Linked DNA regions of Rattus norvegicus: region 2 is linked to region 1. Evidence: chromatin contacts called from public Hi-C data. All regions are on one chromosome and are shown on one strand. Each heading gives the region's core, a stretch centred on a gene start, on an enhancer-like site or on the middle of the called end of the contact. The rest is flanking DNA. Distances are from core to core; before and after follow the strand shown.

Region 1 (5,378 bases), core at 1,800-4,299:
GATTTATTTATTATATATGAATACACTGTAGCTGTCTTCAGACACACTAGAAGAGGGCATCAGATCCCATTACAGATGGTTGTGAGCTACCATGTGGTTGCTGGGATTTGAACTCAGGACCTCTGGAAGAGCAGTTGGTGCTCTTAACCACTGAGCCATCTCTCCAGCCCTTTTTGCCTTTTTTTTACATGTAATTTTTAAAAATAAATGTTTCTGGGTCATGATGGTGGCACACACCTTTAATCCCAGGATTTGGTGGGGCAGAGCTAGGTAGATCTCTGTGAGTTGGAGGCCAACCTTTTCTATAGAGTGAGCTTGAGGACAGCCAGGGCTATACAGAGAAACCCTGTCCCAAAAAATAAACTACAACAGCAACAACAAGTTATGACAAGATTGTATTTGGGGTGTAATGTGCCTGTGGTTCTGGGCCTGGCAGTGTTGTGTGTCCCTGAATCCATTCCTGTGACAAGTGTATAACAGAAGGTTTTCTTCTGCTGACTCTTTGCAAGTCAGATGCAGCTGAGACTCCTGCACTAATTCTGCCAGTGACAGGGGTTGTAACTGAGTGTTGAAGGAAGCAGCCGCGTTCCCCTTCCACCAGGGCTTCCGCACAGGGTCATGGTTATATCCTGACATCTCTTTTCTTTACGCCCGCTCATGTGCTCATCAAATGTTGCCTCCTGTGCCTCCCAAACCCTTCTCATCTTCTATCATGAGCTGTAAGAGGGTGAGAATGGACTGGTGCTGTTCCCCAGATCAAAATCCACCAAGCTGTGAGAGAAGTTGAAGAAATGAGATGAGCATGTGCACCTGTTCAAAATCCAGACAGCAAGACAGGCTTAGTGACACGTACACACGTACCACCTGGGATCCCACACAGGCTTGATGGCACCCATGCACCACCTATGATTTTAGACATCGCTGGAGTTATCTCTGGAGACTGGCACCGCAAGACTAGCCAGAGTAACAAGGCAGAGAGTGAGTCTCTGAGAGCCTTGGGTCATGTCTTCAAAATGAGTAGAGAAAAAGAATAGCAGAAGAGAGGAAGACTGAAAAGTCTTTATTCGCTCGCTAAAGTCCACAACATCTTGCCCTGACACAGGGATACTCCAGCGTCAAGTGATCTGTTTTTCATTATACTCTCAGGACGCACACCCCTGGACAGAGACTTCAGACGCTACTCAGACATGTGACACATGAAGCTCTATGTACAACTACGTGTAGCAGAGCACACACATGAGAAAGCCAGTGGTATTGAAATGAACTAAAAAGGTCATACTCGGTGGCATAAAAACCCAATTCTTTGTCGGCATAATGTTCTTGTACACTGTATAATGCTTATACTTGTGTAATGCTTACCCTTCACACAAGGGCTGATTTCTCTGCCCTCCTATCTTGTTTCAGCCCAGACTTGGCTTTGCTACATTTATTCTTAAAGCTCCTGTCTCAAGTTTACATTGCTCCCCATTCATTCTCTGCCTTGTCAATAAAAGCCCATGAGCCAATACAGAGCTTTAGAGAGAGAATAGGAGGGGCTTATGATTCCTAGGAGAGGTGGAGCAAGAGAGAGAAAAGGGGAAGGAGGCAAGCAGGAAGTGGAGAAAAACATCAGGAAATGAGAACAGAACCAAGAAAGGGTGAAATTTTTCAAGTAAAATGGGAACATGGTCTGGAGGGAGCCTGACCAGCCTGGAGGTTTAGAACAGAGTAATGGCTACTCAGTATTTAGCTGAATGCAATTTTAATAAATCTTAGTCTCTCTGTATGGTTATTGGGGAATAAGCTGGATAATATGTAGTCACCAGATTAATCCAGTTTATATTTATATTAAAGATCATTCCTTTTACAATTCTTTGCACAACCTGGTCATTAAAGCTATTATACTCTTTGTTTGAGCCCACTTCCTCCCACAGAAGTTGTTCCTTTACTGAGAAATTGTCCCTGCTTCTGCTCTTACTGTGTCTGTACATTTCTGTGTTCTGAGACACAGAACTTGGTACCCACTGAACCCTAATAGCAACCAACACCAGTAGCAGTGAGATCTCTGTCTCAAGAGAGAGGAAAAACAGTTAGGTATTGCCAAGGATTCCAACTGCGTTTGCTGCCTCAGCCCTTATTGTGTAATATTTAGATGTGAAATGTCTTCATGTGTTTCAACACTTGAACCCCAGCTCACAGTTTGAGGGGGTTGTGAAACCTTTGGGAAGTTGGGTCTCATGGAACAAAGTCAGTTGCTGGGGGATGGATCTTAGGGTGAAAAACCTAGCCCAGTTCCCTGTTTCAACACACTTCCTGCCCTTTGAAGAATCATTTCAAATCATGTGAAGAAGTACCTCCTGCCACCATAGCTAAAACTTGCCTTCATTGCCAAGCCTCCAGCACCCACAACCACCACCCTCACCGTCATGGGCTGTAACCTCAAACCATGAGCCTCCTTAAGCTGCTCCTGCTCAAATATTTGCTTTCAGTCATAAGAAAAGAAACAGATACATACTATAAGCCAAGTGTGTTTATTTTTATAATCCCTCTGCAGTTGGACCTTTCTGAGTTTTGTCATACCAAATAGCCACTTCTGTCATTGTCTGAGTTTTACATAGGATCAAAGAGAGAGCACTAGGTTAATAACTCTTGCTGTACTGCAATGAGAGACGTTGGAAAATGCACAAAACACAAAAATTTTAATTGCTTCCAAATATATCTTGCTAGGTAAGTCCAACTGGAGTTGAGTTAGCTGTAAACTATGAATATGTTTACCTAGTACAGAAATAACTCACACAAAAGAGAAAGACAGTGGTGGAACTCTGACAGAGCTGTGTTCAATCACTAGCATATTGTGTGTGTGTGTGTGTGTGTGTGTGTGTGTGTGTGTGTGTGTGTGTGTGTGTGTGTTGAGGGCGGGGCAGGGGGAGGTGTTGGGGTGGAGAATTACGCCAAAAAAATGTTAGCAGAAGCAAATATAAGTGCTATGCACTCAGTGGCCACAGGATGGCACTGCGCATGCAGAAAAGGGGAACACAAACCAATCTAGAAGTCAGAAATTTGGTAGATTCATGAGCGAGTGGTGCAAACTGGCAGAAATGGGTCCTTTCCTTCAGTATGGGCCTTCCAGATAATGTGAGGTGCTTTACCATTGCCAATGATGGACCAGAGCCATGGCCCAAACAGTAAAAGCTCTTGTCACACCAGACTGACAATTCAAGCTTTCTTCATCAGTGGAAGGAGAGACCTAAGGGAAGCTGCCCTTTGACCTCCACAGGAGCAGAGCTGTGTGCTGCTACACTCCCACACTTGAGTACACACACACACACACACACACACACACACACACACACATACACACACACACACACACACACACACTGACAGACACACACTCATGGACATACATACACACATACACATATGCTCACAGACTCTCTCATACACACATACATACTATGCAAAGGAAAACCATTTTAAAAACAAATTGCCTGTGAAAAGATGCCCCGGTTATGATAGTCAAACCAAAACTGTACCATTCTTGGTGGTGAAATACAAAATGCATTCTGATTGTCAACCATGCACATTTGATCACCTTTAAAATGTTGCCATTGAAAAAAATTTCCTGGTTGGACAGACAAGTGACACAGCCGGGTGGGGGCAATTTTGAGAACAGATGTTTACTTTTTCAGCACAACTGCATTCAGTTAAACAAACATCGGTTGATGCCTCGTTCTGTGCACAGCACCCACTCAAAGCTTAAGAAGTGCAACCCTTAGCCCTCCTTGCTCACTGTGGATTGGAAGCAGGGGTCATAAAGAACTCATTCTGAAAATGGAAGCCAGAGCTGACAAAGAAGCCATCGATGACAAGACAGAGGCTGGGGGGCGTCCTGAGGCACTGGGGTGATCATCTGGTGGTATAAGGCTGTGGGTTCAGTATAAGGCAGAGGGGTGTGGGGAAGATGGGCAAGAGGAGGAAAAGAAGGAACGGAAGGAAGATAAGGCTTATCAGAGAGATTTGTTCTCTTCGTTTCCCTGTCATGGCCTACCCCCCAGAAGCAGAGGGACAGAGGACATGTAGGAGGTCTTTGCAGAGCAGTAAAGGATTGGTAATAATTGGGAGGCTGCATACACAGAAGAGGGATCAGCAGGTCAGAGCTCACCTCACACCGGTCAGAGGTTGGTGGGGGTACAGAAGCTGAGAGTGAAGAAGCAGACAGCGACAGGACAGCTCTGGGGAAGACTTGCCTGAGGCAGTTAAGGCTATACCGTGCAGTCCCACACCCAGGTCTCAGCAGACAGCTCTTTGGAAGAGCCTTCTGCCGGCAGTGGGAGATGGGCTGGAAGTGACAGGCTCTGAACCAGGGGCAGCCGGGTTCGAGGTGGGGGTTGAAGGCAGCGCTAACCATTGGGAGTGTTAAACATTAACACCCTTTTCTCCTCTGGATCTTATTGATCTTTCCATGTGTTCCCAGTGCCTCTTCTCCTTGCTCTAAAGTAAATATTAAATGTTATGTTAACAAAGTCATAAAATCAACAATGGCAAAATATGGTTCTGACAAACATGTAGTCCCATAATGCATATTGAACGATACATATAACCAAAGAATTTTTTCTTGATTTATGAACATATTTCTATGGAAAGCAAACAAAACAGCATAGGCTTAATGAACTGCTCACACTTAACAGACAAAGCAAATGGCTGCAGAAAATCTGTCTGTGTGTTTGTGCTCGTGACAACCCAGTATTGTTTGGGTCTGCTATGACCCAAACATATGACATAGAACTATGTGCACTCTGAGCCAAGAACTTTGTCTCTACCTACACTCAACACTTTATACAAAGCAGTTCTTGCTAGATGTCCTCAAACGTCACAGAATAGGGCCAAAGACAGCTGAGACCATACCTGTGTCAGTAGATATTTTCCCCAACACTCTTGAGAAAATTTTCATGCGCATAGCGAATTTGAAAGAATTTTTGGTGAGTATCCATATTTTCACACAAGATTCCACAATTAACATTTTAACTCAGGGGAGGATGGTTTACAGTCTTGTGTTGTCCAACTCAGACTCCTGAGCTCAAGGGATCTACAAGCCTTCTTTCCATGCCCTTCAGCTTCCCTTTCCTTTTTTAGCAGTAGGGTAGAGTGCCAAGGTCTCACCACACAGCCCAAGCTGGCCTTGAGTTTGTAGAGTCTCCACCTCCCTAGTTACTGGGATTATAGGCTACGCCATCACACCCAGAATTTTTGAATTCTGGTCTTGATGTTTCTCCCTTGAGAAAGAAATAATTAGAAGAACAAGAAAAAGAAAAAAGCCCAGAGTGAGAGCACCTTAGGACCACAGAAAACCATCAGTCATTTGTTTCTGCCTTTGGATTTATTAGGTTAAAGGGGGT
Region 2 (5,378 bases), core at 1,210-3,709, 190 kb after region 1:
GAACACTGCTCTTCTAAAGGACCTGGTTCACAACCATCTATAACTCCACTTCCAGGATTCAATACCCTCTTCCTAAGTCTGTGGGCACTGTGTGCACATGGTGTTCATACATAGTCTATGAACATCAAGCATGCACACAGTACACAATCATACACGCAGGCAAAACATTTACCTTTAAAGTAAAACAGTACATATAACGAAATACTTTTACATGTATTACTAATTCAAGTCATCTGAAACGTATGACTTCTAAATTATACTGACAGCTTAGTGGTAGAGTGCGGACGGATCATGTGTGAGGCTCAGAGTTCAATCTTGAGCATAAAATAAATAAGTAACACTGAATGAATTTCTACATCTCACCCGTTAGGAGAAAAGATGTAGACAGGAGCCACAGAAGGATATCTAGACAAACATCTAAATAAGATGCACGTCTCTCACTCCGCACCAGACACCAGAGCAGAGACTGCACTCTGAGGCCAGCCAGAGCCATGGAACTCTCTCCTGTCTCAGAACATGGACGACAGAGGCAGAGGGGATGAGAGGTGAAGCACAGAGAGATCATGCGCATGAGGGAAGAACAACGATGTGCATACATGAAATCGTCACGACAGCTTCCCACAGCTGTCCTTACCTGTTTCTGAGAGTGTGAACAGGCTTCTTTGCCAACAGTGCGAACGACAACATGATGCTGGCCTTCTAAAATAAGCTGCTTGTTATCTTCCACAACGTATGCCTAGAAACGCAACCAACAGAATGTCACCTTTCAGTCACCCTAGAAACCTCAACCATCTCAATATCTGGAGCAAAGGAAAACGACACCTGGTATCTATCAATTATCAATAACCCCATGTCAGCATTTCAACCTTTATTTATCCACACCATAAAGAACCATCTGCTCCCCCTTCTCAATCTGTTTGGGCTTGTCTATAACTCAAGTGATCCAAGTATTTCAAATAGACAATTCTTGAGTATTTTTTCCTTGTTTTCAATAGACTTTCAAGAAACAACCCCAAAGAAGTGTGCCACAACATAGGCCTCTTTTGTGTGTGAACATGTACATGTGTGTGTGTGTGTGTGTGTGGGTGCCCCTGAGAGCCAGAGCTCCTCAGCCACCTCTGAGCCCAGAGCTGCCTGACAGGCTGCCCTCAGGGAAATGCAGGGACCCACCTCTCTGCCTTGCCCTACTATTGCAGATGCAGGCCAGTGCCAGCTTTTACCTGGGCTCTGGAATCTGAACTCAGGTCCTATGTTGCCCAGCACCTTCACCCTCCTGAGCCATCACCACAGGCCCAGGAAGGCTGCTTTCTAATGGCAGTATCAGTTAAAGACCAAGAAGTGACATATAAGCTTCTTTACTCTACTGCCAAAATGCAGGTGACTATACCTAAATCCTGTGGCCATGCCTTGTCAGACTGTGTAGGCCACGGTGGCCTCAAACCTGTGATTCGGTCTACACTGAGTGCTAGCGTAGGTGTGTGCCAGCATAGGTGTGTGCCAGCATGCCCACTTTAATCCACACACTTTCTTTTGTTTTCAGTCACTTTTTCCAAGATAGGGTCCTACTGCATATTACACAGGGGAGTGGAATCTACTATGTAGCTCAGGCTGGAATCAAACTTAAGCCTTCTGAATGCTAGAGTGACTGGCGCATGGTGCATGGCACCATATCTGGCTACACTACACCTTTTAAAAAAGGCCTTTTTCCTACTGGTAAATAGTAAATTGAATTAATCTACTTTAAAATATCTGCTCCAACTTAAAATTTTTCTGTCTCTTTAATCGACTCTGTTCTAGAGAAATACTTGTCAATAAATGTATCAGAGCCAATCAGTGTATGGCTCTGATTTACCATATTGCCACATTATATAATATACGAGATTTATCTGTATGTCTCTGCACTGTATGCATGACTGGTAACTGAGGAAGCTGGAAGAGAATGTTGGATGCCCTGGGTCTGGAGCTAGTAGGCACCCTGTGGTTTGTGGGAATTAAACCTGGGTCCTCTGCAGAACAGCCCAATACTCTTAACTGCTGAGCCATCTCTCCAGCCCTGACTTACTTATTTTTAATAAGCCCAATTTTCTCTAGACTGCATCAGAATGCTCCAAGAATCTCAATGCTTGAGTAGGCTCCATCTCTGTACTCACTGACCGGTGACAGCTTGTCATGTGGGGGTCACACTGAGTACTCCTATCCTAAGTCAGCTCAGAACTCGGAAGTCAGTCAGCTGAACGGCTGCTGGCTTAACCTTACAGAGTTCACTGACTGAGCCTTGGACAATGTTTGACTTCTTTTACGTAGAGACTTCCAGGCCAATCTGAGTTATACATGGAGTCCCTGTCTCAAAACCAAACCAAACAATTTGAGTTTGGTGCTGAACAGTGTTTGCTTCACAAACCCTCCTGTTCCTAAGCATGGTAAGATTCCCACAATGAAGGTGACCTCACGAGCTCTGGGTAGCTAGGCAGGTGTGATCACACATTCCTGGAATCCCAGAAGGTGGGGGTGTGAAAGGATCAGGAGGGCAAGGGCCAACACTGATTACATAAGATCCTGAGAGAAAAGTAAAAACCAAAAACAGAAGGGGATGAAAAATTTTAAATTCTCTTTACTTTATAAACATTTTCTCAACTCAGTGTAAATGCGGCTCCAGGTACAAACTACCACCAAGCTCTATACACTCAACCTCTACTTTGCAACAGGGATCGCACATCTTCCTTTACATGTGATCAGTGGGCCGTTTTGGGAAAAGTAAAAATCTCTTCTCAACCAAGGTCACTGTGGACTACAGTTGAGTACAGATTATAGCATGTATTACTCAAAATCTTACTTTAAATGCACCAAGGGGCACTCAAGAGCTTATGATTTCAAGCTAATACATAACAACACGCAAGTAGTTGTTTTTAACATAAAACATGTTCTGCATGCAATTAATATATGCAACTTATTTAAGCAATGTCTCATATGAAATGTGTGCAAAGTCAGCATGTTTGCAAAAAGATAAACTATTTCCAAGTACCAATAAGTTAATAAAGAAAAAAAGATGAAAAGGGGGAAAGGCACACAAAAAGATGGGAGCACAGGCAGCAACCAGTGTGTGGCTGCTGGAACCAGGAACCTGAGCGCCCACAGACTCCGAGCAATGCCCTTCACAGTGCCTGGAAATGCTCACGGCAGAGAGACGAGAGGCCCTGCTCTTAGACTGCATGTCCACAGTATTCTTGGTGACACAAAGAAACCACACTGACCGAGAGGAGAGAGCCGTTTGCTCTTACTCAGTTGTTTTCTTTAGACAAACACATTAAAAAGTCATTGTAGAGCTACTAAAAGTTACAAAATAATTTGAATAATGAAAGTGAAAATTTTAATTAAAAAATATGAGTACAGAGTTGCTCTCCAGTTTGAAAATATCTAGACCTGAATGTAGTAATGCAATCTTTAATCCCAGAAAGATCTATTTCTGTAAATTCAAGTCCAGCCTGGTCTATATAACAAGTTCTAGGCTATCGGAGCTACATATTGAATCCCTGTCTCAAAAACAACGGAGGAAGAGAGGGAGGGAGGAAAAGGGAGAAAAGGGAGGAAGGGAGGGAAGGAGGGAGAGAGGGAGGGCGAGGAAGGGAGGGAGGATGGGTGGGTGGGTGACTATCCAGCCTCGGTGTGATGAAATACACCTATATTTCCAGCACTCACTAAGTTAAAACAAGAGTACAGGGTTTGAAGCCCATCTGTGCTAGACAGAAAGCCCTGGTCTCAAAATGTAAAATGGAAATAAAGAAGACGTAAACGTCTTTAAGCTGGCCTACTGCCAACACAGTGTACCACCTTCCACAGGACGACAATGCTCAGGTCCACCTCACTGCACTTCTCAATCAGCCTGACAGCACCCTCTGAGGCATTTTTCTCGGGATAGGCGGGAAGCTGGTCTTGTGTTCTTCTCAACTCTGAGGATAAACTTCGGTAAAAGAAATCTGCACATGGACTTGCTGAACTTATTATCTGTTGAAAGAAAAAAAATCACTTGTCTACATTAATGTTTTAACGAAATGCACTGTCAAAACTTACCGTCACGCATTCATGTACTCTGCCAAAATTTACAATTCTAAAATTCATATATACTCCAAGTTCATTTATTAATTTCTTGTCTGTGCAGCTGAATAGGGAAGGCCATTTAGTGCCAATTACTCAGATGGTAATTGCTTAAAAGGTGTTATACCAAAACCGTCTATGCTCCCTTGATTTTCCAGGTGTCCAGGGAAGATAAAGAAAATTTTACAATTTTACACAACAAAACGTGCTCTTCATTCTATTTAATACCTAGAAACACCAGTCACATTCTTGAATTGCACCAAAACTCATTTTCATTGTTTTTGTTGCTAAATACTTTTGTGCATGAGTACTCTTTGAGGTGTTTGGCTGAATTAAGGAGAAACTTATGAGGATACTCTTTGGGAACATGTAATGAAACAATACAGATAACCATTGGCATCAACTTGCCCTCTGTTTTCACTTGAATGAGATAATGTGAGAAAATATTCTGATCTATATGATTTCTCTTAACAGAACACCCTCTCGTAGTAAAATCTCTACGTTACAGTTTTATGAATTACTATGCATATATCACTTAGATTAAAGTTTCACAATACAAAATAAGTATTAAATGTTAACAAATCCATACTGAGTTGGAGAGATGGCTCAACTGTTAAAGGGTAGGCACACAGCCAAAAATACAAGTCAGTTCCTAGCACCTGCTCCACTTACAAAACCAACCAACCAAACCAACCAAAAAGGCATGAATTTTTTTTTCCCCTTCTGATGAATTTTTTTCTGGTAAAATATCACCATCATAGTTTTCTCCTTAATCTGTAGTACTTGGTGTTATTTAATCAAATACTTCAAAAAAGAGTCTGTTTCTGCTTTCTTCACTGATCATATACAGTATTAGTTAACAACAAATGCAATAAAAGTTGTAACTTTAATGTAATTTAAGGCTCCTACTGATGCTTCTAGAAACTTGAATTCTTTTAAACTAAAGAGTGACCACCCGGTGTGGTGGTCTGGGCCAGTAATCCCAGCACAAGCAACTCAGCGAGACCCTTCTCAAAGAAAGAGTGGGCTGGAGATGTGGCTCAGTGATGGCTTAGTTTAGCATATAGAATGCCCTGGGTTCAACCCCCAGAATCACAAAAAACAAAAACAAATTAAAAAAGAAAAAGAAAAGAGGAAAGCATACAAGTGTAAACCTGAAACAGTGCTAATTCTAACATTTCAAGTCACTCATGATCTTGGGCCTTTGTAGCTTTGAGACACTCCTTAAACAGCTGCTTTCTCAAATACTGTCACAGAAGGTGAGTTACGTGATAACTCTTCATCAG

What was found. Hi-C and Micro-C count contacts between places; a contact is called where the count stands out from the background.
Region 2: a Hi-C map of liver shows a contact between it and region 1, with 4 times the contacts expected there. The contact joins two enhancer-like sites. A contact is called at or near these places in 11 of 12 Hi-C or Micro-C datasets (the A7r5 cell line, the Rat2 cell line, frontal cortex and 6 more) and 1 of 1 datasets of contacts at active chromatin or transcription factors (oligodendrocytes).

What each region holds. Positions count from the first base shown.
Region 1 is chr18:12,189,247-12,194,624 of GRCr8, forward strand. No RefSeq gene overlaps it. Among named protein-coding and RNA genes, the nearest start is that of Ttr, 27 kb to the right of the region's middle. Within about 2 kb of position 3,050, at least 8 of the 93 cell types and tissues checked have an H3K27ac peak or open chromatin away from gene starts, as enhancers often do. A contact at or near this core is called in liver, where this site is marked.
Region 2 is chr18:12,384,517-12,389,894 of GRCr8, forward strand. Trappc8 (trafficking protein particle complex subunit 8) reads right to left here. Exons shown (of 29, transcript NM_001106160.1): 25 at 3,829-4,002; 26 at 635-736. Among named protein-coding and RNA genes, the nearest start is that of Trappc8, 68 kb to the right of the region's middle. Within about 2 kb of position 2,460, at least 3 of the 93 cell types and tissues checked have an H3K27ac peak or open chromatin away from gene starts, as enhancers often do. A contact at or near this core is called in liver, where this site is marked.